Linked DNA regions of Mus musculus: region 2 is linked to region 1. A link is a contact called in public Micro-C data. All regions are on one chromosome and are shown on one strand. Each heading gives the region's core, a stretch centred on a gene start, on an enhancer-like site or on the middle of the called end of the contact. The rest is flanking DNA. Distances are from core to core; before and after follow the strand shown.

What was found. A called contact is a pair of places that touch in the nucleus more often than the background predicts.
Region 2: a Micro-C map of embryonic stem cells shows a contact between it and region 1, with 3 times the contacts expected there. The contact joins the promoter of Otud1 here to the promoter of Msrb2 in region 1. A contact is called at or near these places in 1 of 39 promoter capture datasets (liver), 1 of 484 Hi-C or Micro-C datasets (embryonic stem cells) and 1 of 115 datasets of contacts at active chromatin or transcription factors (memory CD8 T cells).

The regions. Positions count from the first base shown.
Region 1 is chr2:19,366,885-19,374,648 of GRCm38.p6, forward strand. Msrb2 (methionine sulfoxide reductase B2) reads left to right here and starts at 4,752. Exons shown (of 5, transcript NM_029619.2): 1 at 4,752-4,895. The coding sequence starts at 4,799.
Region 2 is chr2:19,654,179-19,661,942 of GRCm38.p6, forward strand. It overlaps Otud1 (OTU domain containing 1), which reads left to right and starts at 3,553. Exons shown (of 1, transcript NM_027715.2): 1 at 3,553-7,101. The coding sequence starts at 3,884. The coding sequence ends at 5,248. It overlaps Gm3230 (predicted gene 3230), which reads right to left and starts at 3,719. Exons shown (of 1, transcript NR_033642.1): 1 at 1,628-3,719.

The sequences.
Region 1 (7,764 bases), core at 3,502-6,001:
TCTTCTTTTCTCTCCTTTCTCTTGTTTTGTCCCTCTCTGTCCCCTTTCTTTCCCACACCCTTTTCTTACCTTCTTTCTCATGCCTCTAAATACACTTCATTTTATACTAGACCCGTTGTATGGCTGGTACCTCAGGGTGGGGATGCCTCAGCACAGCCATGCTGCCGAACCAGGCCACCACATTACAAAACATACCACTAAAGCCTTGGAAAGCCAAAATCCACACTAGGTGCAGATAACCACAACTTAGTCCCCTCTCCTCCCATCTGTGCATGCACTAATGTCCACAGTGCTGAAACGGAGAAGCCCACCTGAAGGGGTGAGAAAATGGCGCATGCCTCAGACAAGGCTGACTCAGTAGAGGACTGAAATCGGATTCCTAAAGCCATGTTAAGGTCTTGAGTGCTGCTTGAGCAGCTCACTTCAATTCCAGGCATGGAAGGTGGAGTCAGGGATCCGGGAGCAAACCGCCTAGTGAGCCTTGTGTAGGTGGACCTCTGAGTTTGATTGAGAGAGTCTGCCTCAAAAAGCGGTAAACAACTGAGAAAGATTCTCTATATAAGCCAAGAGTCTTTACGTGCATGCGCGCGCGGACACACACACACACACCACATGAAAATAAAAATAAAAATATGTTAATAATCTTTTTTTCAAGAATATTTTATGCATGCCTCTGTTTCATAATTTATCTATAACAAATCTGAAGCCTGAGAAATCATTTAATAAAATTGTCCTCTCTCATCAAACAGTACTAGCATCTTGCATGCGTTTATTCCTGAGCAGGTAACTCTCATTACGCATGTTTTCTATGTTGTCATGGAACTATTTTCTGTCCTGTTTGCTTCCTTTTGACATCATTTTCCATAAACCCAAGTCATCTTCACTTTTGGCATTTTAGGAGCTATATACTTTTTCACTAAATTATCATGTCAAGATTTGCTTAGTCATTGTCTGCTGATGAGTTTTAAAAATTAATTGGCCATTATGAAAAGCATAACTGTAAATCCTTCTGTAAAAATAATGTTCCCCTTCATATCACGGCTTCCCCGAGGATCTGTGCCTTTAAACTAATGTTGCAAAATGAGGAATATAATGAGTTCTATAGTCTACATATGTTTCTTTTCAGAAAGAAAGGTGCCACTCTTTTTACAGGAAATGTATGAATACAACTCAGACCCCAAGCTTTGCTAGCAATGGGTTCTTTAAAAAAAAATCTATCATTATTTGATACATGTGAGGAAATACATGGAGATATTTTAATTAAAAATTCTGTAATGATTATGGAAGTTAAACATTTTTCCAAGGATTTGTTCACTATTTATATTTTCTCTGGTGCAAACCATCTGCTCACATCTTTGAAGCCATCTGTCCAGTGTGGCCTGACTGTGGCCCACCCAGATATTATCTTGTCTTATATGCATAATACTAAATGTTTATCTGTCATGTGTACTGTAGGGCTCTTATTAGCCTATTGATTTTTCCAATTTGGGATGAGTACTTTTTTGTGCTTTAATGGATGTGTGGCTGATGTATGTATATGTAGAAAACCTTAACATGACTTTAACTGTCAGTATTTCAGGTCTTTGTTCACCAGAAGAGCATATTTTTATGTTTGTTACCAAAAACTGTATAAGAATAGACATAAAAGAACTTGAACGGTGTGTGACATCTACTTCCTCTCTTCACTGGTATATTTTCAGTTGTCTGATCCAAGCCCAAAGGCTGACTTGTCCAAATATCTGTACCATCCATGGCAAGTAGCTGAAAACAGAAGCTAGCACCTGTGCCGGGCTACCCCTTTTCTACTAAGCCATTCGTTCATACCCTTCACAGATATGAGAGTTGGCCCAGAAGGAGAGTTTCCAGGAAATCTCTAGATTTCAGAGGGAACAGTCTGATCATCAATATTGGACTCTCAATAGATGAAAAGAGATTACGCGTCCTGGAGGAAGAGAATGGCTCAGAGGTGACCTTGCTCATTCCTTCTTTCCAAATAGTTTTAAGTAGCAAAAAGTCTATTGACTTTTGCCCTGGTATCCACTTTAGTGGTCAGTCCCTCTTATTCCTCTGTAGATTCAATGATCATTTTGGTAGATCCTCCATCTTTTTCTTTTAGGGACTTATTTAGCATTACTTTCTCCCCCCTCCTCCCCTTGTGTGTATAGCTTGCAGAGAACTGTGGGAGATACACAGAGATGATGCTGTAGAGCTTAGCCTTTATTGAAGTTTCTCACAACCAATAGAGGACCAGCTGAGTATTGTATCATCCTCACAAAAACACAACCACAGTTTAAACAACACATGAATGTGTTTGTCTCTCTTACCATAGGGGTACAACTCAGGGCTTGACTATTGCCTTGCATCCCTGACACCCAGGCTCCATGCATCTCCTGCTCAGCACCAGGGTGCAAATCTTATCTTCATGCATACCAGAAAACTGCCAGTGCTTCAGCCATCACAACTTATTCCCAAGTGGAAAGGAAAGGCAAAAACAGCTGGTGCAGAGTCTCTGACTGGTTTTCCTAGCAGTCTTCCAGTGGTGTTTGCTTTTGTCGTTTTCCAGAGAGACGTCATGTGATCACCAAGAGCAAGAGAGTGAGCACACTGTGACTCTCCAAAAAACTGAGAGATCTCTATAAGTAAACCAGGAACTGAAAGACCTCTTTTAAATAGACCAGGAAGAGTGTGGTTGGTCGGGCATTTCAGAGACTAAACCATGGAGTATATAAAATCAAGAGTAAACTGTTAAGTGGGTTTTATCAGGTTAAAGCCTTATGGCCAGGAATTCGAAGATTGGCCCATGATATCTCTCTCTCTCTCTCTCTCTCTCTATTTATTATTATATGTAAGTACACCACCCGGCTCAAGAATATTTCTTTGCGTTTTTGTGTTCTTTTAAAAAACCTATTTATATTATGTATATGAGAACATTGTAGCTGTCTTCAGACACACCACAAGAGGGTGTCAGATCTCATTACAGATGGTCGTGAAGCACCATGTGGTTGCTGGGATTTGAACTCAGGACCTTTGGAAGAGCATTCAGTACTCTTGACTGATGAGCCATCTCTCCATCCCATCCCATGATCTTTCTTGATAGGTGGGCATGGGAGTGGGGGCAGAAAGCCCTGTGCCAGGATGAGATGAAAGTTCTCAAAGCAGTGGATAGAGGAAACAGGGAGAGGGAAGGATCCAGGAAGGCTTCCCTCTGTTTTCTGGGAGTGTGAAGATCTGCAGAGATCTGCAAATACTAGCTGACTCCACCTCCAGGGATGCAGATGTTACAGTACTCTGTATACTCACTGACATGTTGATTAATCGGAAAGAACAGAAAGTCCAGAAACAGATCCCTGTATTGATAAAAACAAACAAACGAACCAACCAACCAACCAACCAACCTGGGGTTTCTCCCCAGTGGGTGTGTGCGACCCTGAGGCCGTGAATGCTAGCCATTGCTCTACTACAGAGCTGCATTCTCAGCCATACACTGATTTTGACAAGAACTCAAATGCAGGCAGTAGAGAACAAAAAAAAAAAAATTACCTTATTTTAAAAAATGAATAAATAAATAAAAATTAACTCAGATAGATAATAGACCTAAATGTAAAACTTAAAACTATAAAATTAGCAGAAGAAAACACATAAAATATTTTGTAATATTGGACTAGCTCCATTTGTTAAATATGTTACCCCTAAGCCGCCACAAACTATAAAAAACAAAAACAAACCATCAAACCGATAAAATGAAGTTTAACAAAATGTAAAACTTCCCATCCCAAGACACAATTAGGAAACAGAAAAACACAGCCCACAGTCTCGGGAAGGGAAATTTGTGAGGAAACGATTTGATAATGGCTTTGTGCCCAGAGAATATATGGAAGAACCTTGAAAAAAATCCACAACAAGTAAATCTAATAATAAATGGGCAAAACCATGTATGATTTAGCAATGGCTAATTGTCAGTTACTGAAAGATAACACAAGAGAAGCCTATTACTGTAAGAAGTTTAAGTCTAACTTTGTAGTGATGCATGTCTATAAACTCAGTCCCGAGGCAGGAAGATTCCAAGTTTGAGGACGCTTGGACAACATAGAGAGATTAGATCTCAAAAACCGAAGCAAAACAAACGAACGAACAAAAAACCCAACCAACCAACCAACAACAAAAAAACAGGCCTGAGTAATCAAGTGTAGGAAGGGGATGATGACAGGAGCTTTCATACATTGCTAGTGAAGCAGCCGTTGCCCTTGAGACCTGGCTATTCCTCTTCCAGGTATCCAAAAAAAAGGCATGTACAGGAACGCTCCTGGCAGCTTTGTTTTTGATGTGCAAAAATTAGAACAGCCTAAACTAATGAGTAACAGTTTAGTATAATGGAATATTATTCAGAACAACAACAACAACAAAAAAAAGATTTGTGCATAATGTAACGCAAAAAACCAAGCAGCAATGTCCAGATAATTATGTTGAGTAAGGGAAGCCAGAAATAACCAACTGCAATTAGTATGACTTCTGGAAAACCTAAACAAACTGAAACACAGCAAGTTTTAGACTAGTCATGATTCCAATCGGAGTAAGGTACTGCGGGAGGAGGAGGCAGTGGAGTCCCGGGATATTCCACACACTCCGCGAAGATCAAGGTCAAGAGGAGCAAGAGGATAAGTTAAGTGGTGGGGGTAGGGTGGAGCACCAGAAGAAAAGGAGAGCCTGGAGGAGGGGAAGAGACCTGGGCAGAGGGGAGGGATCCGGCGGAGGGTGGGGGTTGGGTAGGCTTGGGAGGAAACCCGTTGGTGGCAGCGTCATGGCGCGACTGCTGCGAGCGCTGCGGGGTCTGCCTTTGCTGCAGGCGCCTGGACGGCTGGCTCGGGGTTGCGCGGGATCGGGAAGCAAGGACACAGGTAGGTCCTCAATCGCTGCCGTCTCTCGTGGCTTTCGGTTTCACAGTCCTGGCTGACCCTGGGCGGCCTCCTGTGAGGTCCTGAGAGACTGGTCCCAGCGGCCCGCTGCCTGAGTTGCGGAGCAGAGCAACGCGTTTGGTAAACTTGGTGTGCTGGGGGAGCACTGATGCCGGAGAGGATCGAATCTTCTCCTATGCTTGCATACAGTTCGTTTATATGTTACATTTTGGTGTACAAAGTCGTGTTAGGAGCCATGGTGTTGTCAGGGACCCAGTGGCGGTCAACAGCCGTACCTTGTGCGCCCTCTCCTGGGCGGGAGTTAATCCTTGCCCTCCCCCCCCCCCCCCCCACTTCCTTCGGGAGGACTGCTAGTTGCCTCCTGTCCTGTGAGACTGGCCCACTGCACCATCACGGGTGCTGCTGCAACACTATCTTGGTTTTGTGTGACTCTAGGTTTTGAGATGTGTGGGTGAATTATTCTCGTGTTCCAACAGGTTGTTAGTGGCTAAGAGACAGGATGGGGTGGAATGGTAAGTGCTTTTTGCCCTCATTTGTGAATCCGGACACTTTTGCATCTTCCCTGGGAGGAGTAGGAGTCTTTGAGGAGTCCCAGGTGTAATTCTCTGTAATTTCGTGGCCCTGTGGTTTAGCACTGGGCAGCTGCTCTCCTGACCTCCTTTCCAACCCAGTTTTATATCTTATGCTGCTTAGGAAAAGTCTTGGAAAGATCAGGAATTCAAGGCCCATACCTAAACATGATAAAAGCAATCTACAGCAAACCAGTAGTCAACATCAAAGTAAATGGTGAGAAACTGGAAGCATTCCCACTAAAATCAGGGACTAGACAAGGCTGCCCACTTTCTCCCTACCTATTCAACATTGTACTTGAAGTCCTAGCCACAGCAATTAGACAACAAAAGGAGATAAGGGGGATACAAATTGGAAAGGAAGAAGTCAAAATATCACTTTTTTGCAGATGATATGATAGTATATATAAGTGACCCTAAAAATTCCACCAGAGAACTCCTAAACCTGATAAACAGCTTCAATGAAGTAGCTGGATATAAAATTAACTCAAACAAGTCAATGGCCTTTCTCTACACAAAGGATAAACAGGCTGAGAAAGAAATTAGGGAAACAACACCCTTCACAATAGTCACAAATCATATAAAATACCTTGGCGTGACTCTAACTAAGGAAGTGAAAGATCTGTATAAAAAGAACTTCAAGTCTCTGAAGAAAGAAATTAAAGAAGATCTCAGAAGATGGAAAGATCTCCCATGCTCATGGATCGGCAGGGTCAATATAGTAAAAATGGCTATCTTGCCAAAAGCAATCTACAGATTCAATGCAATCCCCATCAAAATTCCAACTCAATTCTTCAACGAATTAGAAAGGGCAATCTGCAAATTCATCTGGAATAACAAAAAACCTATGGTAGCAAAAACTCTTCACATGGCAGCTTATAACTCACTCTAGTTCCAGGGGATCCATGGCACCAGGCATGCACATGGTGCACAGGTATATACGTGATGCAGGTAAAATACCCATACAAGTAAAGTAAGTCTTACAAGGAGAATAAGAACAGAAGCAGGGGATGGTTCTGTGGTTAAGATCTCGATTGTCAGTGGGCATGAGTTCGGATCCTAGCTCCCCCACAGAACTTTACTGGCATGTGTGAGCATGAGCATCCATAACAAATGCTAAGCAGTGGGCATAAACGGCATGTGTTTCTCACCATGTGAGAGGCTGATAGATCAAATATCAAGCAGATAGCTTTGGTTCCAATGGAGACCCACCATCTGGGTCCCCTGTCCTGTGTGTGTTCACATGGGCTTTCTGCAGTGCAAGTGCAGTGGAGACAGAAGCTCACAGTTCCTCTCCACTGTCTCTCCTGACCCTGCCTCTGGTATGAAGATAAAGCCTAGAAGCTGGCATACACAGGGCGATCACACTCTACTGAATTACACCTTCTGCTTTTCCAATATCTTTACTAAGACGCTAATTGAGGGAGCTGACGTGGCTGTTCAGCAGTTAAGTGCAAGTTTTGCTTTTGCAGAGGACCTGAGTTCAGGTGTAGACACGCGCATCAGGGGGCTCACATCCATTTGAAACTCCAGTTGCAGGGGAGCTACTGCCCTCTTCTGGCCTTCCCTGGCAACCACACACATGACATACATTCCCAAAGACGTGTGCACAGCAACATAAATAATAAATGAATAAAAATAAATACATTTAAAATTAACATAATAAGATCCTTGCTTCTCATGACCTAATCTACTTTGAAGATAAGGACACGCATAATGTAAAGTAACTGGGAGGAGAATGATAAGTCATGTTGGTGTTTAACAAAAAAGAGAGAGAGAGAAACAGCACTTGCTGATGTCTGCCTGTAATCCCTGGGTCTCAAGGCCAACTTGGGCTCTATAGTGAGTTCCGGGCCCACTGTGACTGTATAGGGAGGCTTCCCAAAACAAAACACAAAGGCAGAATCAGCTCTGTTAATTTAAGATAAAGCAGACATCAGAGTAGAGCTGTCAGGGATAAAAAGAGAATTGTAGTACTTCACAGTGATAAAGAAATCCGTTCTTCAAGAAGATATGACCGTCTTTAATGTGTATGAACTTAACAGCATAGTGTCAAATTGTGACCTGAGAGCAAATGCTGGGAGATTTAACATCCTCTGTTAGAAGTGGAGATATCAGCAGGCAGGCAGACAGACAGCGATGGCAAGAGCTGAATTCAACAGCATCACCAACCCACCAGGTATAATTGGCATCTATGAATGGTTCCATCCAGGGAGACGGGGAGTTAGAACGGAAAAGAAAAGGCGGAAGGAGATTGCCAATGTCAGGGCAGGACAAACAGG
Region 2 (7,764 bases), core at 2,303-4,802, 290 kb after region 1:
CCTGGAAAGCATAAAAGACTTTTGGAGTCTTCTGTAACTGGCAGCATAGTTGGGACTCAATAAAAGCTTCTCAATATATACCTCATCCAATGTATATGCAGACACACTGAGTGTACTGGCTGGTTTTGTATGTCAATTTGACACAGGCTGGAGTTATCACAGAGAAAGGAGCTTCAGTTGAGGAAATGCCTCCATGAGATCCAGCTGTGGGGCATTTTCTCAATTAGTGATCAAGGGGGGAGGGCCCCTATGGGTGGTACCATCTCTGGGCTGGTAGTCTTGGGTTCTATAAGAAAGCAAGCCAGTAAGTAACATCCCTCCATGGCTTCTGCATCAGCTTCTGCTTCCTGACCTGCTTGAGTTCCAGTCCTGACTTCCTTTGGTGATGAACAGCAGTGTGAAAGTGTAAGCCGAATAAACCCTTTCCTCTCCAGCTTGCTTCTTGGTCATGATGTGTGTGTAGGAATAGAAACCCTGACTAAGACACTAGGTTTCTTCTTGTTACCATTTGGCTGATAATTGCTAATATCTTGTTTTCTAGTATACTAAACATCCACTAGTCTGGAATCCTGTGTTTTTGAAACTTGTGCCTCTTTTCTGCACACCACCATGATATTCTAGACAGATAAATTTCTAGAATGGAATCATTGGTCCTTCTGTTCCCATGGAGACCTGCCTAATGCTATATGGATAATATTGATCCTCACAGTGAATATATAGTTTTGCACAGTTTGCTCATGCAAGCTAAAAGGGAAAGCAATGCCCTTATGTCAAAGCTTAGATATTTCCGTCTTTGTGCCTATTTGTAACTTGGTCCAGTGGATGCATCACCACCACCTGCCTTCTGTGTCACTTTGCTTTGCGTTCTTGTGTTTATCTTCCCCTGTTGCCATGGACTACATGACAATTTGGATTTCTACATTCTCCTTCTCTCCCTCAGGCCCTTGTTCTGCTGGCTAGCCCTGTTAGCCACACATTTACCAAGTAACTTTTATTTGAAGATGATCTTATTGTCAGTATTAGTTTCTTGTTTCACAACTTCAGTTCCTGAAAGGCTGAAGGCAGAGTTTAGAGCAACATGCCTAAAGGCAGAATGATGGGTCTGCAATAAGTCAGGGGGCGAGATCCAGCCTTCCTTATGGAGGCAATCATTCAGTTTCTCCTCGATGAAGCCACCTAGCAGGCCGGAACATTTGAGCATTTGACAGTCCCTAGGATCCAGTGAGTCCTCCAAAGCCCTGGGTAACGCCAAGAGACCTAGATAGCAATTCTGACTTCACTGCCATCTGAGAGAGTTTGAGAATTCACTTGCCATCTAGTCCTTCATTCAGTAAGTTTCCTCAGTTCCACTGCATGGCTAGTACTGTGCTAGACAATAACAGGAAAGCAAAACAAGATGGCGTTTCACTCAAGCATTAGGAATCCAGAACTTCAGAGCACACCTTCCCAACACCTACAAAGGGAAGTACCTCTTTCTGACTTAAATTACCAGGCAAAAGGTAGATATTTTGTTAAAGAACATTAAGACAAAGCTACTTTCTCCTGGTCAAAAGAATAGAATCCGAGCATTCTGTGCTCAGCCCAGGATGGAGGTACTATAGATTTAAGCTATGTAATGGAGAACGAGGAGGATAATAATTCATTTAATAAGATAATATACATTCCCTTCCCAGAAGACCTTGCCCACCTTGTGGCCACTGGCCTTCTCTGGAAAACAGCCCTGTGGTCTGGCCTGCCTTCTCTTCTGAGCTCTCATTCAGAAAAGGGTCATTTCCTCTTTTGCATTGTTTGCTTGAAGATACCAGGCATGCTTTTATGGACATTCTGTGCCGTTTTACTTTTCTCTAAAGCTACTATTACTAGAATTATGGGTTACAAACTGTGTTCCAACTCAAGTTCGGCCATCCTTCTTCAGTAAGGCAGCTAAAAGTGCCAAATTAATGAAGGAAAAGAAAGCCACAAGAAAAAGAAAAGGAGATTTATTCAATGTGGCCACATCGGAAAGTGGGACACAGAGATCTTACTAATCCACAAATTCTGCCTTGGAGTTGGGTTTCCTGAGGATGAGGTTCAAATACAAAACAAAAGCTCTGCCTAACTAAACACTGGCAAATGTGGTCCCCAATCCATTCCTTTCTCAGCTCCAAATCTCTCCTGAAAGGTCATTTCCAGAAGATAAGTTTCTTCTCTGGATGTCCCCAGGGATTCAGCCGGTTTTTTTTTTTTTTTCCCTCCCAGCAGGAGATAGATCCCTAGGAGGAATTCTAATGTGTGTGCAGGCATATGTGCCTATCAGTGTACGGAGGCGGGGTGGGGGTGGGGGGAGAGGTGTCCATTTTTTTTTTTCCCAATGGGGTAAATAACAGGGTTAGTATATCTGTTTAGTATACACCCATTCCAGTCTTGATAGGCGGGTTACACCAACCCTTCCCTGAGCAACCGCTGGCCAAACTCCATTGCTGAACCTGCTGGCCTGCCTTTTCCAGTCCTAACTTAAAAGGGCATGGCTTTTTTTTCTTTTTTTCTTTTTTTCTTTTTTTTCCCCCCCTTCCCTTCTCTGGCCACCTGCCAAGATTAGCAGATTGCCTACCCTCTCAAACTCTAGTAAAATTGCCCCCCCCCCGAGCTTCCTTTTGAACATTTTAAATTTATTTGATTAAGGAGACTAAGAACCCCCAACGAGAGACCCTAGTAACAAGCATAAATTATGTTCCAAGCAGAATGGTGGCGCGCAGGTAGTACAACCTGCAGGCTGTTTTTCCATACCAAGAAGTAGTCTCCAATTCAATCTGTATATCTGGAAACTAAATTTAAAATTGGATTGAAACTCAGAATAAGGCAAAAGCTACTGTTACTGCAAGTAGGTACCAATTTGATAACACTCTGGCTTTCCGTTGCAGAGGAAGCACAGTTCAGTCTGTTATTTCATTTTGCTGTGCTGTTCCAGAAAACAGGTTGTGTGCCTCTTGCCTCAAAGTTTAACAGTCGCGATCTACTTTCAAAAGGCTTTAAGGCGGCATGTTATTTGGTATTCCAAGGAAGGCTGTTGAAAAGCCTTCCTTTCGCCCTTGCATTTCCTAGGTGACTTAAGTTAGCAGTGCAGGAACGTCTATTTTTGCTTAGCGGGGCAGCAAGACCGTGTAGACCAGACCCAAACACGTTAACTGGAGGAAACGACTCAAGAAGTTGAATGCCATTGGCCCTGAAGGTAGAGCTCAGTCCCTAGTCCGGAAGTGTTTTAGAAAAACGTTATTCCAACCTATTTGTTTGCCCCAGCAACGCTGGTCCCGCCACAGCGTCACACAGCAGGACAGCCGCATAGCCCACAGATCTGCTTCCCAGGTACCAGGCAGCCAGCAACCGTAGTCAGGTTGGGAGCGCACTCAATGCGCATGTCCGTAGTCCAGCCCCCGCCTCGCCCTCCCCGGCCACGCCCATGAGGTCTCCGCTGGAGGGCGGGGCCGCCCCGCTTGAATGGGGCGCGCATTCCTGTGGGACCACGTGACGCGGCCGCGCGGCCTGAGGTAAACAAGCGCGGCCCCGCCTCCTACCATCCGCGCGCTGCACTCCTGCTTGCGGGCGGGCGGCGCTCGTCTGAGCGGGCAGCTCCTCCAACCGTCCCCAGCGGCCGGCGCGGGGCACAGCTGCGCCAGCGTCCTACGCCCGAGTCCCCGGCCGAGCGCGCGCCCTCCGGTGCCCTCGGACCGCCCGCGCGCTGTGGCGCAGCACGAATTGGGTCGCGGCCCGGGCGCTATTCGCGGCTCCTGACGCGGCGGCCCGCGGCGCTGAGCTCAGCGCTATTCTCGGGCTCCGGGGCACTGCGCCCGAGGGTGTGTCTCCAAGCCGGGCTCGCAGCTATAAGGGGCCGCGGGCGGCCGCGGCCATGCAGCTCTACAGCAGCGTGTGCACCCATTACCCTGCGGGCACGCCGGGGCCCACGGCCGCCGCCCCGCCTGCCACCGCCGCCGCCGCCTTCAAGGTCTCCTTGCAGTCAGCCAGCCCCGCCGCCGCGGCCCCGGAGCCGGATACCGGAGAGCGCCCACCCGCCGCGGCCACCGAACCACGCGAAGCCGCCGCCGCCGCTGCCATGCCCGCCTTCTCTGCCTGCTTCGAGCGGTCCGGGTCCGCCGCCGCCCCGCCGGGCGCGTGCAGCAAGCCGCCGCTGCCGCCGCACTTCACGTCCACGGCGCACATCGCCGTGCGGGCCCTGGGCGCCGAGCGCCTCCTGCTGCCGCCACCCTCAGCCCCCTCGCCGCCGCGTCGCGGTTCCTCTGCCTGGCTGCTGGAAGAGCTGCTCCGGCCCGACGAGCCCGCGGCCCCGAACGCCGTCCGCGACGCTCCGGACAGGAACTTCCGACTGAGCGAGCACCGCCAGGCCCTGGCAGCCTCCCAGCACCGGGCCCCTGCACCGGCCCCCGTCGGCCCGGAGCCCGGCGCCGGCCCGGGCTCCGGCCCGTGGGGTGAAGAGCGCCGGGCGGAGCGCAGTTCCCGGGGTTGGGACCGGGCGAGCGGTCGCAGCGACGCCTCCGGGTCTGACGCGCTCCGACGGCAAGATCCCGAAGCCGAGGCTCACCCGGTTCCGGCACCCGCTCGGAGCAGCGGCGAGCCGGCCCAGAACGGCGAAGGCGAAGCCGTAGGCACGTCCCGGGCGGATCCCAGGGACGAGAAGCTAGCCCTGTACCTGGCCGAGGTGGAGAGGCAGGACAAGTACCTGAGGCAGAGAAACAAGTACCGATTCCACATCATCCCCGACGGCAACTGCCTCTACCGAGCTGTCAGCAAGACTGTGTACGGGGACCAGAGCCTGCACCGGGAGCTGAGGGAGCAGACCGTGCACTACATCGCGGACCACCTGGACCACTTCAGCCCACTCATTGAGGGCGACGTGGGGGAGTTTATTATCGCTGCTGCCCAAGATGGGGCGTGGGCCGGATATCCCGAATTGCTGGCCATGGGGCAGATGCTGAATGTGAATATACACTTAACTACTGGAGGGAGGCTGGAGAGCCCCACCGTGTCTACCATGATCCACTATCTGGGCCCAGAGGATTCTCTACGGCCCAGTATTTGGCTCAGTTGGCTCAGCAATGGACACTATGATGCTGTTTTTGACCACTCCTATCCTAACCCAGAGTATGACAATTGGTGCAAGCAAACCCAGATACAGAAAAAACGCGATGAAGAACTTGCCAAGTCCATGGCCATATCCCTGTCCAAAATGTATATTGAACAAAATGCATGCTCTTGAAAAGTCTGAGGACCTGACAAGTTGGGGGAAATGGCGCGTGTCAGTTGTGTTGGGAGAACCACACGAACTCTAATTAGGGTAATGGCACTTTTCACTTTCCTAGTAGACTGACTTTAGGTGTAATGCCTTAATCAGTTTTTGAATGTCCTCTCAGAGCCGCAGGTTGCTGGGCACCTGAATGATGTTTCCTGATAGCTTTGGGTGAGCCTACTGCTATTTAAAATTTGCTGTATAAAGTGAGTGCTACTTAATTTGCAAGCTGATGTCTCACGGTATGAATTTGTTCATTCCTGGTAGTCTATTTTCTATAAAAATGTATTTTTGCACATTTTTAAAAATGGGTGTACTTTCATCTATTGCCTTGTTCCAATTTCGAGAAATGGCTTTTAAGCAGAATCCAGAGAAGTGCTTTCTATGAAGTTTATTTCAGTTTGTGATTTAGTAACTAGTTTATTGTTGGAATATTTCACAATTCTTAATTATTTCAAATGGATATTGACACATTATGTTACCAGATGATTAGCCCATTCCATTTTGATGAAAAAAACCTATTGGGGAGGGGGGGAGAGAAGATGTTATTTTTTTAAGAAATGGTTCATTTTGAAGAAGTTAAGGAAGGGATAGCTTTGGGACGATTTTTTTTTTTTTAATGACAGTACCAGGCCTTACTTGAAGTCTGCTATTTGCTGACGGCAGAATGATAATTCTGTACTCTTATGTTTATAGAGTAGATTGGTGTTCTCGATTGTGTTCGTTTTATTCATCAACTTAGGAAAGGCTTTTATGAACTTTTGTGAGAAGGTCAGCCTCCTGCATTATACAGCTTCTTGATTTCAACACTGTTTTTAGCAGGAAGCTTTTGTCTTAATATTCTGTCGTTTTAAAGTTCTTCCAAAAGGCAAAATAGAATTCACTTTGTATTATGTAAAAATGTAAGCCACTTGTATGGTTTGCTGGGTCAAACAGTGTTTCCACCCCACCCCCCATCAAAAAAAAATCCATGTTGCCACTTTAACTACTTTTAGTGTATTTATTAGGTAATGCAGTTTGTACTTTTTTATTTTGTAACATTTTGTGATTTTTTTTGTACAATAATTATTTGTACAATGTAGCAGTTCTCAGCTGATGGAATGAATGAATAAAATGTATACTTTTACATCTTTCTGGGTAGAGTGGTTTTTAAGTAGCCAAATCTCTTAAGAACTTTTTTTAAATGTACACATTTTTTTCAAGTGTAAATATGTCCCAGAATCCTGAGAGGTTTGTCAAATTCTCACATGAATGGGAAGTCTAGTCATATTAAAGGGTAAGTCTCAATGAAATATAATTGAAAGGTGAAATGGCTAAAGAAATTGCTCTTATTATTTCTAATTATAATTCTATCAAATTTTATCTGTGCCTATTGACTAATGAACAAGGGAGTGTAATTTGACAGCCCAAGTCTAATTAAATGTTATACTTTGTGACCCATTCTTTTGGGGTAGACTTTTCTGTATTAAAGAGTTGCCAAAGTGGTGTCCAGAATTTACCTAATCTGGTTGTCATGGCAATGAGAATCTACTTTAAAATGTGCTAACCAGATTTAGTTCTAAAATGCATTTTATGTTATATATGTGCCCCCTTCAGAAATCACAATTCCCACTAGGTGGGGCATTTGGAAAGAGATTAAATCCTGAGGGCTCTGGCCTCTTAAATAAGCCCCATGAAAGGGCTGGAAGATTTAGCTTTAGGCCTTTTTTGGACCTATGCAGTTCATGGATGCCTGGAATCTGTAAGTAACTGACCTTTATCAAACATGGCAGTTTCTTGGACTTCACAGCCTCTAAAAGGGAATAAATTTCTTTTATACTTAACCCAGTTTCAAGTGTTTTTTTTTCTAGCAACACAAAGAAGTGAATACTGGATTAAAAGACCACACCAATCTGTGTATATAATGTTGGGTGTGAGGTATCTTGCAGAATATAGCTAATTTGGGTTTATTCTCAGTAGATTGCTTAGATACCACAGTTGTAGACACTGGAATCTGTTAACTACATGCTTGGAAGGATTACATTGTTTATCAAGGAAAGAAAATATCAGAAATTTAAATGTTAATTGTGGATCTCTAGAGGTTTCGGTAAAGTTTTGTCCTCCCTGGTTACATAATGTGGTCAGGAACAAATGCTATTTGAATTATGCGACTAGCCACTGCTTTATTTATTTTGTGAACTTTGGAGATGGTGAGAACCTAGACCAGAAAGTGGAGTGGATAATGTTCCTCAGAGTATCCTTCAACCTTTTACTGACCTGAATAGGTTACTTGTGTTTTCAAATCAGAATTCCTGGCCATAGGTTTCCACTGGAAAGTGTGAGGATTTTAACACAGCTTCTAAGATGACATGCTAGTGAGATAGAGTACAAGGCACAAGGGCAGTTGTCAGCTTCAGCCAATGCAATGCTAGTTCAATGCATATATTTCTACATCTTTGGGGTCAGAGTGATGTTTTTCATGTGAGGTGTGGGTAGGAACCTTTCTT